Linked DNA regions of Rattus norvegicus: region 2 is linked to region 1. Evidence: chromatin contacts called from public Hi-C data. All regions are on one chromosome and are shown on one strand. The core of a region is the stretch at or near the end of the contact, and the rest is flanking DNA. Distances in the headings are between cores, read along the strand shown. Region 1 holds the start of Mmgt1 (membrane magnesium transporter 1). Region 2 holds the start of Htatsf1 (HIV-1 Tat specific factor 1).

Region 1 (5,175 bases), core at 1,476-3,975:
TTTTGTTTTTGCTTTATTTTTTGTTTTTGCAGGAATGGATAGTTAGCTAAGGCATTTCTGTGGACACATAGGAATTTAAATACTGTGTCCCAGGCAGTTTGAATTTTGTTTTAAGACCTCAGGATAACAGTGCTCTTGGTATTCTCATCTTGTACTCTGGGACTAACCCCAAACTGTTGAATCATGTTGAAATACATTCTAGTTACCTGTTTGTATGATCCATTTCTCAATAACTATTTATGAACACCTTGATCTCCCTTCAAGTTGGAATCTACATAGACCATTGAAATGTTATTACACAGCATGGTGGTCCACATGTATCTATAGTCCTATAGTTTCTGTAGAGGGCAAGGCAGAAGAACCACTTGTGCCCAAGTGTTTGAAGCCAGCTTGCGCACTGTGACAAGACCCTGTTTTCAAGCAAGCCCCATGAACTCGATTTAACAGTTTGTGACTAGAAAACATAAACCTAGGCTAGTTTTCTGGTACTTGATACATTGATAAAGGTCAAGGAGAGGACTGCTGCATGATTGATGCAGATGGATGCAAACATATCTTAAGTGAATGGAGAAGCAAAACCGAGCCACTTCTCTGAAGCCTAGGAAAATGCACTGGTGACTTATACAAATAACTTCTCAGTGGGTGTCTCTCTCTCTCTCTCTCTCTCTCTCTCTCTCTCTCTCTCTCTCTCTCTCTCTCTCTCTCTCGACCCAGAGCTCAGACACTTCCAGAAAATTCTTAGCTGTTCATAGTGTTACATGCCAAGTGCCCCAGCATTGATTGGTTGCGAGGATAAAGTTCAAAAGTTTCAATTATGATTCTGAGGCCTGCAGAGTGAGAGTCAGTCTCTTTTTCTTCTCCTCTCCTCCCCTCTGCACTCCTCACCTGTCTCTGTTCAAAACCCTCTAGCCTTTTATTAATCATTTTCCACTTCAGATAAGCTATTAGGATATGTGGGAAAGTTTTTATTTCCATCTCAATGTGACCATTATTTAAGCTAAAACAAAATTTTGATGGGTTTTAAAAAACTATGTTTTCTATATTGCAACGTCTCATTTTCCTGCTGACTAAATAGTGATTAGCTGGCTTGTGTAATCATGAAGTTCAGTGGTAGTTCTCTTTTTGTAAGGAATGCATGATACTGAAATGATGTTGATTAAGCACTGTGTGGAGAAGGCCCAGAGAACAGTAATAACTATGACTTATTTTGACTGGATCCAGTTTTTCCAAGTTGAAGAAACCCAAGTATATCAAAAGACTGCAGGGATTTTTAAAAGTCAACTCAAAATACTAGGTGGAACCTCTGTAAAGATCCTTTCCGTGACAAAATCACTCTGTGTTCTTTGCCACCGTTTACTCATCCTTCATTCAACACGTTTGTACTCAATGTCTGCTGCTTTCCTGTCCATGCTCTATACAGAGAGAAAGCTGTCTTCTTGCAGCTCTCATTCCAGAGTGGGAAGAGAGGCAGCAAACAATAGTCACCCAACAAATATAATAAATAAATAACATAGTTTAGAAGGTGATATAAGATCATGATAGAATAAGGAGATCACAAGTGGGAATGCTTCAAATTTAAAAGGCATAGTAAGGACCCGCAGGACTGACCAGGTACTGATGAGTCAATGGATTCAGATGTTACAGTTCTTTGGAGAGTGAAGGGAAAGAACAGTAATCTTGCTATACATTTACTTTGTGATATGCAGTTTACAAAGCTGTGCCACTTAGCCAGGGGCACTGAAGTAACTTATATAGAGTTGAGGTTACAATTGGCCATAAAATGTCATGCCCGCAGGATCTATTCACACACAAATTAATATCCAGCAGTGGGTAGCTAGGAATGCTGACCTGGAGCTAAGGAGTTAACGGTATTTGAGGCAATGTTGTTGATTCGCAATCACTGCTCTAACTAAGCTGGTCTGAAGTGGGAATGAACTAACGAGCTTGTCAACAGAGAGGAGAATGAAAAGAGATCAAGGAAACACCTCATTTCTGAATGCCTACATTTAAGGAGATGAAGATAAAAACGGAGAAAGGTTACATTTGTATGCTGATCAGACTATGTTTTATGCATCCCCTTATTCTCGAATCTCCTCCTTAATACATGCTAGCTTTCTTCTTGACAAAACAGTCCTGCTGTGCTACACTCTCTTTTGTGTGGATCTTGCTCATAGAAACGTAAAGTAGAAAGGTAAGAAGTTGAACTAATTCTTTGAGAGTCCCCAGCACGCCAAGCGTTCAGGGCTCCAACACCCCAAGTTATTACCCTTTCCACTTTATTTATTTCCTCACGTTAATGACCTAGCAACCTGCCACAGTACCAGTTTTCTGAGGTCAGAGGCATAGGAAAGGCTTACTGAAAGGAAAGCACTCTGTTCGAAGGAAAAGCAATTAAATTAGCCAATTAACAAATACCAAGTACCAGGCTTTTGAATTCTACACCTACAGCCTTTTACCAATGCCACCAGCCCCACCTTCTTCTCCTCCCAGGCCATTTCCGTAAGTCCCGCCCCTTCTCCAAATCCCGTGCTTATTTGCGGACGCTCTACCTCATCTTCCCATTGGTCTCGCTTGGCCTGTTCTTCCACGCCCCGCACTCAGCCCCACCTCTCTTAGGGAAACTGCACTGCGCAGACGCGGAGGAGGCAGCAGGACCTTTTTCCGTGTCGCTCTCTCCTTCTTCCCGGCATTCCTTTTTCCGCGTTCTCACTGCTCTCTGAGTCTGGCAGCTACCGGCACTTCGCGCCCAGGGCTTTGGTGACGTCATGTTTCTGCGCCGCGTGGACGCCCGCCGGTGAAAGAAGGAATACCTCAGCCGCCCTTCGTCTCCTTTTGTTGGGCTGCCGCTCCTTCTGAATCATGGCGCCATCGCTGTGGAAGGGGCTTGTAGGCGTCGGGCTCTTTGCCCTAGCCCACGCTGCCTTTTCAGCTGCGCAGCGTAAGTGCCTCCCGAACGGGGACTGCTCGCGTGAGGGACACCAGGGGCTGTGTGGGGGCGCTCCCCTAAGGACTGTTGGACCCAGTGCAGAAGAGGTGTTTAGAGACATTTTAGGTTGGGGTAACTAAAGCAATTTAGGGTCCTCAACGGAAGGCTTGAAATTGGAGGGTTGTGGAACACCTAGATTTCAGGATGGTTAAAAGAGGTTGCTGATGTTCGAGAAAGAATTCAAACCAGGAGTCTGTCCCAGGACTCAAGACACGAGATGTCAGATGTAGCATAAAGCAGCTCAGACAAAGTGTAGAATTAAGAACTTGAAATGCATGTGGCATCGTGACAGCTAGATCCTGGGCACTCTGCTGTCCAGGCAGAGACTGAGAAGTTAAGTGACCGACTGCCTCAGGGAGGCACTGTGACACGGGGAAAGAGCAGTGGACTGGTTTAAAAGGTTGGTTGTTAAAATTTTGCTTAACTATTAAATCTGCGTGACCTTGGGCAAAAGATAACGTGCTGTATGGTGGGGTTTTAATTTTTTTCTCAGATCAATAATTGAAGTTGCTTCTGCTTTTATGTACTAGAGGTACCGTGCTTCCTTAAGGGAATTCTTAGGCTAGTGGAAAAGCTAGTGGGCCAACAAATAATTACAGTAAGATAATATGGATACGGGAAAGGGGTGTATATGTGTATGCATAAATGTTCATGGGGAGTGGTAATTTGGTGGGACCCCGGGAAAAGTGCCTTAGAACCTTGCTGCTCATAGTGTGGTCAATAGAGCAGCATCATGGACATCACCTGGGAGCTTGTTAGTGTCTACTCAGGCTCCACCTCAGAACTATTGAATCGGAATAGTCGTTTTAATAAATCCCTGGGCGATTTATGTGCACACTAGTTTGTGAAGCACTGTCCTGGAGGAGAATAGGATACACTGGGGTACTGGTTATTTTCAAAGTAAGCTTTGGATCTAATATACAGTCACACAGAAAGGAAGGCCCTTGCTTGAAGTCCTTTTGGAGTTCTTATTTCCCCAATGAAGAAATGCCTAGTTGAAGATAGTGTTAAAGAGCCAGAGCTGAATTCATTCAAACAAGAAAGCTAGCTAGAAGTGTGACATTAGAAGGTTAATCCAAAGGACATTTGATATTGGATTGATTTTTCGTTTACCCTGTCCTTATAGGCTCTGTAAATTCAAATCTATTCTGCCTGCATACATACTTTTTAAACAGCCCTAACACATTCACACAAAACTGCTTGGACATTTTAAGCCTAGAGTACATTATAAAGTGGGAATTGTCCTATTTAATCTAGAAGTAGATGTCCTACTTGATGTAGAATTGAAATTTGGATTTTTATATTTTTCAAGTAATGAGAATGTCTTGTGGACTGAAGCAAGACCTCTGTACTGTTCATGCTGGCAAAAGACTGCTGTTTCCCTTTGACACGAATTGTGTCATGGGAAATTGTGGCAGCAGACAGCATCCTATGGTGTTGGAACATGTTCATCTCTGCAGTAATGACCTTTGATATAGCAGGGCACTGATCATGAACTAAATAAACCCTCTTCACCTTTCAAAGTCCTATTTGCCACAGAGGAAACTCAGCCAGTGCATCTGTTCTATAGCCCTTTGACACTAAGAAATACTCTGGTCACTTTCACATTGTAACGTTCTGCAATGGAAACCCATGCTGGGCTTGTTGAGGATGTCTTGAATGAGGTACAGTAAATTATAGTAAACAGAAGAAACATACATGCTATGTCTGACTTGGGGTTACCAGTTTAAATCATGATTCCAGGCTTTAATCCCTTGCTGCCTTCTGAGATGAAGGCAGCAGCAGGATTAGGGCATAGCAAGGACAGAAATTGATGTCCTGGAACTCCAGCTACACCACTACACTGAAGAGGAACATTTCCATACCAGTTGTCACTTTGGCTTCACTATGCAGTGGCAGGGTTATTCATCATTGAAAATGTTTGTATTTCTATTGATTGTTAGATAATTATGACTTTGTTGATGACTTAGTGAAAGAAACAATTTCAGAATTTCTATACTAATGAAAAATTATGCATAGTTCTTTCAGTTTCATATTTGCTCATCTGTCACTCACTTAAGGTGATAAGACAGGCCATAGGGAGCATGAACTAATTCATAAAGGTAAGGCTGACTACATTACAAGAGGTTTTTGAGGAATCTGTGATCATCGCTTTATGTAGCATATTAGTCAGCCACTTCTTTGGTCTA
Region 2 (5,175 bases), core at 1,773-4,272, 510 kb before region 1:
GAGGATCCCTCATAATAATACCAAATTTGGACATAAGCTGTATAAATTCATCCACTGTGATGTCTGGAGGGAGACCTGTACTTTCAGAGAACAATTTTAAAGTGTTTAATGACAGTAAAAGACTTTAGCATTTACCAATGAGAAACCTGAAACTTATGTGAATACAAGGCTAATTTGGGTAAATGAGTACAACAACTTCCTATCTATAAATGTGAAGAGGATTCACATTTTATATATTAAAAATATCAGTTATGCTATGCGTATGTTTCACTAAATGTAAAGGAACAAATTGCTGTGAATTCTCTAAGGCAGGCATACAAAACAGCATGGAACACTGCATAACTTTTCTTCAATCCCTCCTCATTAAATTCCAGCTAGCATAAGCAGGTGAACAAAACACACCGAAACTAAAACTCACTTAGCGCAGTTTCAACACTAAAGGATACCAACGTGAAAACTGCACTGCAACAGGATAAATACCTGACACATATACATTTGTATTTCTGTCTTCTTCAACATGGAACCATCCTAAAAATCAAAGGGAAATAAATAAAACACTTGAAACAAACAACAAGAATTACATTAGGAAATCTTAGCAAAGGCAGTTTCTTCAAAGTTTTAGAATGTCCTCTTTATCTCAGACAACTACGCCTAACTCAAATCCCTACGTATCTTCCAAAAGACATAAACCTTTTGACTGAGAATTACCTTTAGCGTTCTTTCTATCCTTCATGACTATAACCCTATCTTAAAGTGAAAACTCACATTATCATTCTTGCCTCCAACATGTACAATGGACTCACTCATTTTTCCTATCTCATTTTTAAACCCGGACTTTGCAAAGACAGAACCACTTGCCAGATTCAGCCTTTCTCTTTTCTCCCCTCTTTTTGGAGTCAGTGGTTTCCGGGATTTCTTTCTGTGGCGGCTCTTCTACAGTCTTAGTGTTGGCGTCCTGGACATTCCCAGTAGAGCTGGGTGCACCATCACCAGAAAAGCCGTAGTTGGCCTGATACGAAGCAATGAAATCTTCGGTGATCTAGATAAATAAGTCAACACATGGACGGACAAGGTGACTTCACTTGTGGAAACTGTGTTACATTCAACAATATAAGCTAAGACTTAAACAAGTGTTTATACCACAAGTAGTTCTACTAATTAAAATATAATCCAAGACCAGTCACCTTATACGGAAAACGTGTAGTGCAATCAAAGTAGGACAAGGGTGCTCAGATTGCCAAAACCACACGCATAGTTTTAAGTGATGCTACCACTTTTTTCTACATTCTTGTAAACTACTACTTCTTTACAGTATATTTAACAAAAGTGGCCAATACATAAAACAAAAGAAGTATCGAATAACAAGATGGTAAAACCCAAAGTCCACTAGCAATCTATTGCAGTATCTACTTTTGGGTGCCCAGATACCAAATAATAGTTTGTCAGACTATTATAAGTGCTCAGAAAGAAATCTCATCTACATTCGAAAAGGCATTGCAAGTCCAGAAGTTCAATTGTAAATTTTTACAGTTTGGGGTGCTTGAAATATGCGCAAATACAAAATCAGAAAGAATAGCTGAAATAAAGAATTTTGGAACCAACAATCAATCCCCCTGCACAATGGAGAAAAGTTGTGTGTGATTGGCTCTCCAATCGCTTGGTGTGCTGTTAGTACCCTTTGATGCCAAAGTTCCCATGAGGCTAAAACTAACAGAGTACTTTCACCCTACAGTTTATAACACCGGGTTCAACACCAGTTGTGTTATTTCCATGCTGAAACTAAACACTTAGCAATTCCCAAGTACTCGGAAACAAATGTAGAGTTCTCTTTCATCCATTTCCTGCGCATTCCTAGTCATACTCCTGTGCTTAGAGGGTCCAAACTTAGATGTCCTGGAACAAAATTTAGTAGAATAATAAAACAAAACAAGAATCAAGAAAAGTTTATTCGGCAGAATGAGCTGAATGACTGCTTTCTGACCCGGTAAATCAACAAGCTACATTAGGCACAAGCATGTACACGAAGCGTAAGTTAAGTTTGGTTATACAGGATAAAACTCTTATTAATGTGTTTTTCTTGGTGTTTTTCCTCTTTGCAGTAAAAATATCCAGATAAAAATGAACTGTGACCTTCACACACACACACACACACACACACACACACACACATACACAAATTAATAAGACATTAAAAAAACACACTTAAGGCACCACTCTAAGATTTACTTTTCTTTATACATCGGGGCTGCAATAGACTGAACAGACTAGCCACCAACCACCAGTTCAAAGACCAAGTACTTCAGCGGAGCAAACATAAGAGGGATGTCCCGCAAAGGTGGTCAGGGAGCCCTATGTCCCGCTCCACAGTGGGACTCAAGCTACTCTCTTACCTTAGGGAACCAAGCCTTCTTATCAAGGTCCCACTCGTAGGGAGTGTCATCTGGTGGTTGTCCCAAAGAATCAGTTTCTCCAGAGGGCTCATTCTGGGTGTCACCTTCCTTGGGGTCTCCGTACAATTCTTGCATTCGCAACTGCTCATCAAATTCATCGTTCCCGCTCAAGTTGCTGCCACTCATGGTTCTCACGTAGTCCCGGACACAACGGTCAGAGAAGTGAAGAGGCCAAAAGGGCGCTGGAAGAGAGCAGAGAAAGAGAGGTCTGCAGAGCTCAGAACGTGCACTGCAACTCCCCGGCCGCCTCCCGCAGCGCCCCAGCAGACCCTGGGAAGTCTAAGCGGTACCACCCCAACTCCGCCCTCCTGCCCGCCCCACTCGCGCACGCATGCGTCTAGAAACTGCCAGCGCTGTCGCCGCCACCCACCTGGCGGACTCCGCGGGGTCTCAACGCCACCGCTAGGTCTAGGGCGAGGCGGAAGCGCGCAAGCGCGCGGTTACCGCCGCGGCTGGCTCCGGGGGCACTACAGCTTCCTCCGCCACGTCAGGCAACTATTTGAGAACGAAGTCCGCCTCAGACTGATGCGGTCGCCATTGTCCGCGCGTGGCGACGTAAGGATCGCTCGACACGCCCACGTGGCGTCATATGTCCGCGACGCTTGCGCGGACAGGGGCGGGGTTTCAAAGCCTGGCTGCCGCCGCGTGTCCATACTTAATGGTAACTCGCCTTAGAGACGCAACCTGCAGAAATGCGTGGCACCTCGGGAACCTTGGGCTCCTCTGCACTCCGGACGAATTTCGCCGCAGCGATTGCCTGAAAAAGGACGCGGAACTCTTCCAGACGAGCTGGCTGTGTTTGGGCTTTGCGGCAGGCGCCATCTTGGGGAGGTGGGTGGGACCGTGGGACAAGTTTCTCCCGCTTCGCGAAACCTTTGCGCCTCCTTCGCGCAAATCCCCGCCCCTGCGCAGAAGCCAAGGGTTTACTTATTTTTAAATGCTTGCCCTAGGGTACACGCGGCTTTTGTTCACCTTAGTAACCCAAACACCTAATATACTGTTTGGCGTCTAGTGAAGAAGGAGTGAAAGAAAAGTGGGCAGAAGCCATCGCTTCCTAATCTCACCCCGTTTTTTTTTTTTTTTTGTTTTTTGTTTTTTTTCCGGATCTGGGGACCGAACCCAGGGCCTTGCGCTCGCTAGGCAAGTGCTCTACCACTGAGCTAAATCTCACCCCGTTTTTATGCTTCTGGTACCACCCTCAGACTGCAGTAGGTGAGAGTAGCTTTTGCCTGCGGCTTACTGCAACGTGTCAGAGGTGTTCCAGCCTGGAATTTGAAGCTTGACTGTAAACATCCCCTTGTACAAATAGGAGATGAACCATGTGGCCCCATTTCCTTGTTTCTTAGTAAGACAGCCTACTGCCTTACTAAGAAAAGCGGGACTTTTCTCTTAGATGTTTCATGTACCTCGAAAAGGGAAGAGGTCCATATTTTTAAAACAGACAGGCATTTACTGAACTATTAAGTGCCAGGGGGCGATTCTGAGGCAGCTGCTGAGAAGACAGATCAAGGGAGGTTCAATTATAGTTGGCGAACAATAGGGTGGAAGCACCAGATGCTGGACAGCAGCAATTACTTTGTTTTATTTTGTTTTCAGCATCCTTTAATACTCAAAAACTAGACAATTCTAAACAGCTTTTTTTTTTTTTTTTGGTGTGTGGACTACGTTTATCAACAAACAACAACGTCTGTTGCCATAATGTTAACTATGCAAGTAAAATTTTAATCACTAAAAGTAGCAATAAACTATACATGTAGACATCAGTACTATAATCAAGACTTGACTGTAGGGAAAAGCTTCTTAGAAATTATTTCCATTCCAGTCACCTTTGTTTGTAAACACAGTGGTTCAAGCTAGGTTCTAGAACATCTTGGCTCCTCACAAATCTCTGAATCTGATCCCACGTTAACGATGTTAAAAAAATAAAACAGTATTTTTTGTTTCCAAATATATTTATTTTTATGAGGTTCTGTTTTTAGTAGAACTATTGGAGAACTGAATTTATATGCATGCTGTGGATTTTGTTAGGTTCTTTTAAATGCTGCTAAGTAGGTCTTGCTTTGATCTGAAAACTATACAGCACTTTTCACTAATTTGTTATTATGCTTCCATTTCATTCAGGAGTATGTTTACAATAGAAGAGATAGTGCACTGGATGATATTGCACATGGCACACACTTTTAACGCCGTGCGCGCGCATGCGCACACACACACACACACACACACACACACACACACACACACGCTCACATACATCTATCCTTATGTTTGGGAGTTTTCTTGTCCCCACATCTTGTAATCTCTAATCCTAGTTGGGAGGGGATTTCTTCTGATAAAAAGGTTGATGTATCTTTAACCTAAGGTAATATGAACACAGAATTACTTAAAAACAAAATTTGCTTACAGAAGATGTACAGGGTTAAATTGGGGGCACTTCCCCTCTGCATATGCTGTGGTTGTACATGACTTTGTGACTTTCCTACTTCCTAGGGTATTGCTGTGATCCACATTCGAAATTTTGAGCAAAATTAGGACATGTTCACAGTATGTTTTGCCTTTGTCCAAATCTCTCCCTATCTAGAACTCTCACTAAAGAAATGAAATATCTCACAAAAACAATGTAATTGTGGCTATTATTATAGGCACCTAATAAAGTTAACCCCAAGAAAGAAAATGAGTTCATTTCCCCCAAACCCGTAAATTTTAATCACAGTTTTCTGCTACA

The links. Hi-C and Micro-C count contacts between places; a contact is called where the count stands out from the background.
Region 2: a Hi-C map of liver shows a contact between it and region 1, with 6 times the contacts expected there. The contact joins the promoter of Htatsf1 here to the promoter of Mmgt1 in region 1. A contact is called at or near these places in 4 of 12 Hi-C or Micro-C datasets (frontal cortex, liver, mammary epithelial cells and 1 more).

The regions. Positions count from the first base shown.
Region 1 is chrX:139,455,719-139,460,893 of GRCr8, reverse strand. It overlaps Mmgt1 (membrane magnesium transporter 1), which reads left to right and starts at 2,725. Exons shown (of 4, transcript NM_001106970.1): 1 at 2,725-2,938. The coding sequence starts at 2,860.
Region 2 is chrX:139,970,589-139,975,763 of GRCr8, reverse strand. It overlaps Htatsf1 (HIV-1 Tat specific factor 1), which reads right to left and starts at 3,022. Exons shown (of 10, transcript NM_001108259.1): 1 at 2,821-3,022; 2 at 2,391-2,632; 3 at 859-1,039; 4 at 481-528; 5 at 1-75. The coding sequence starts at 2,576.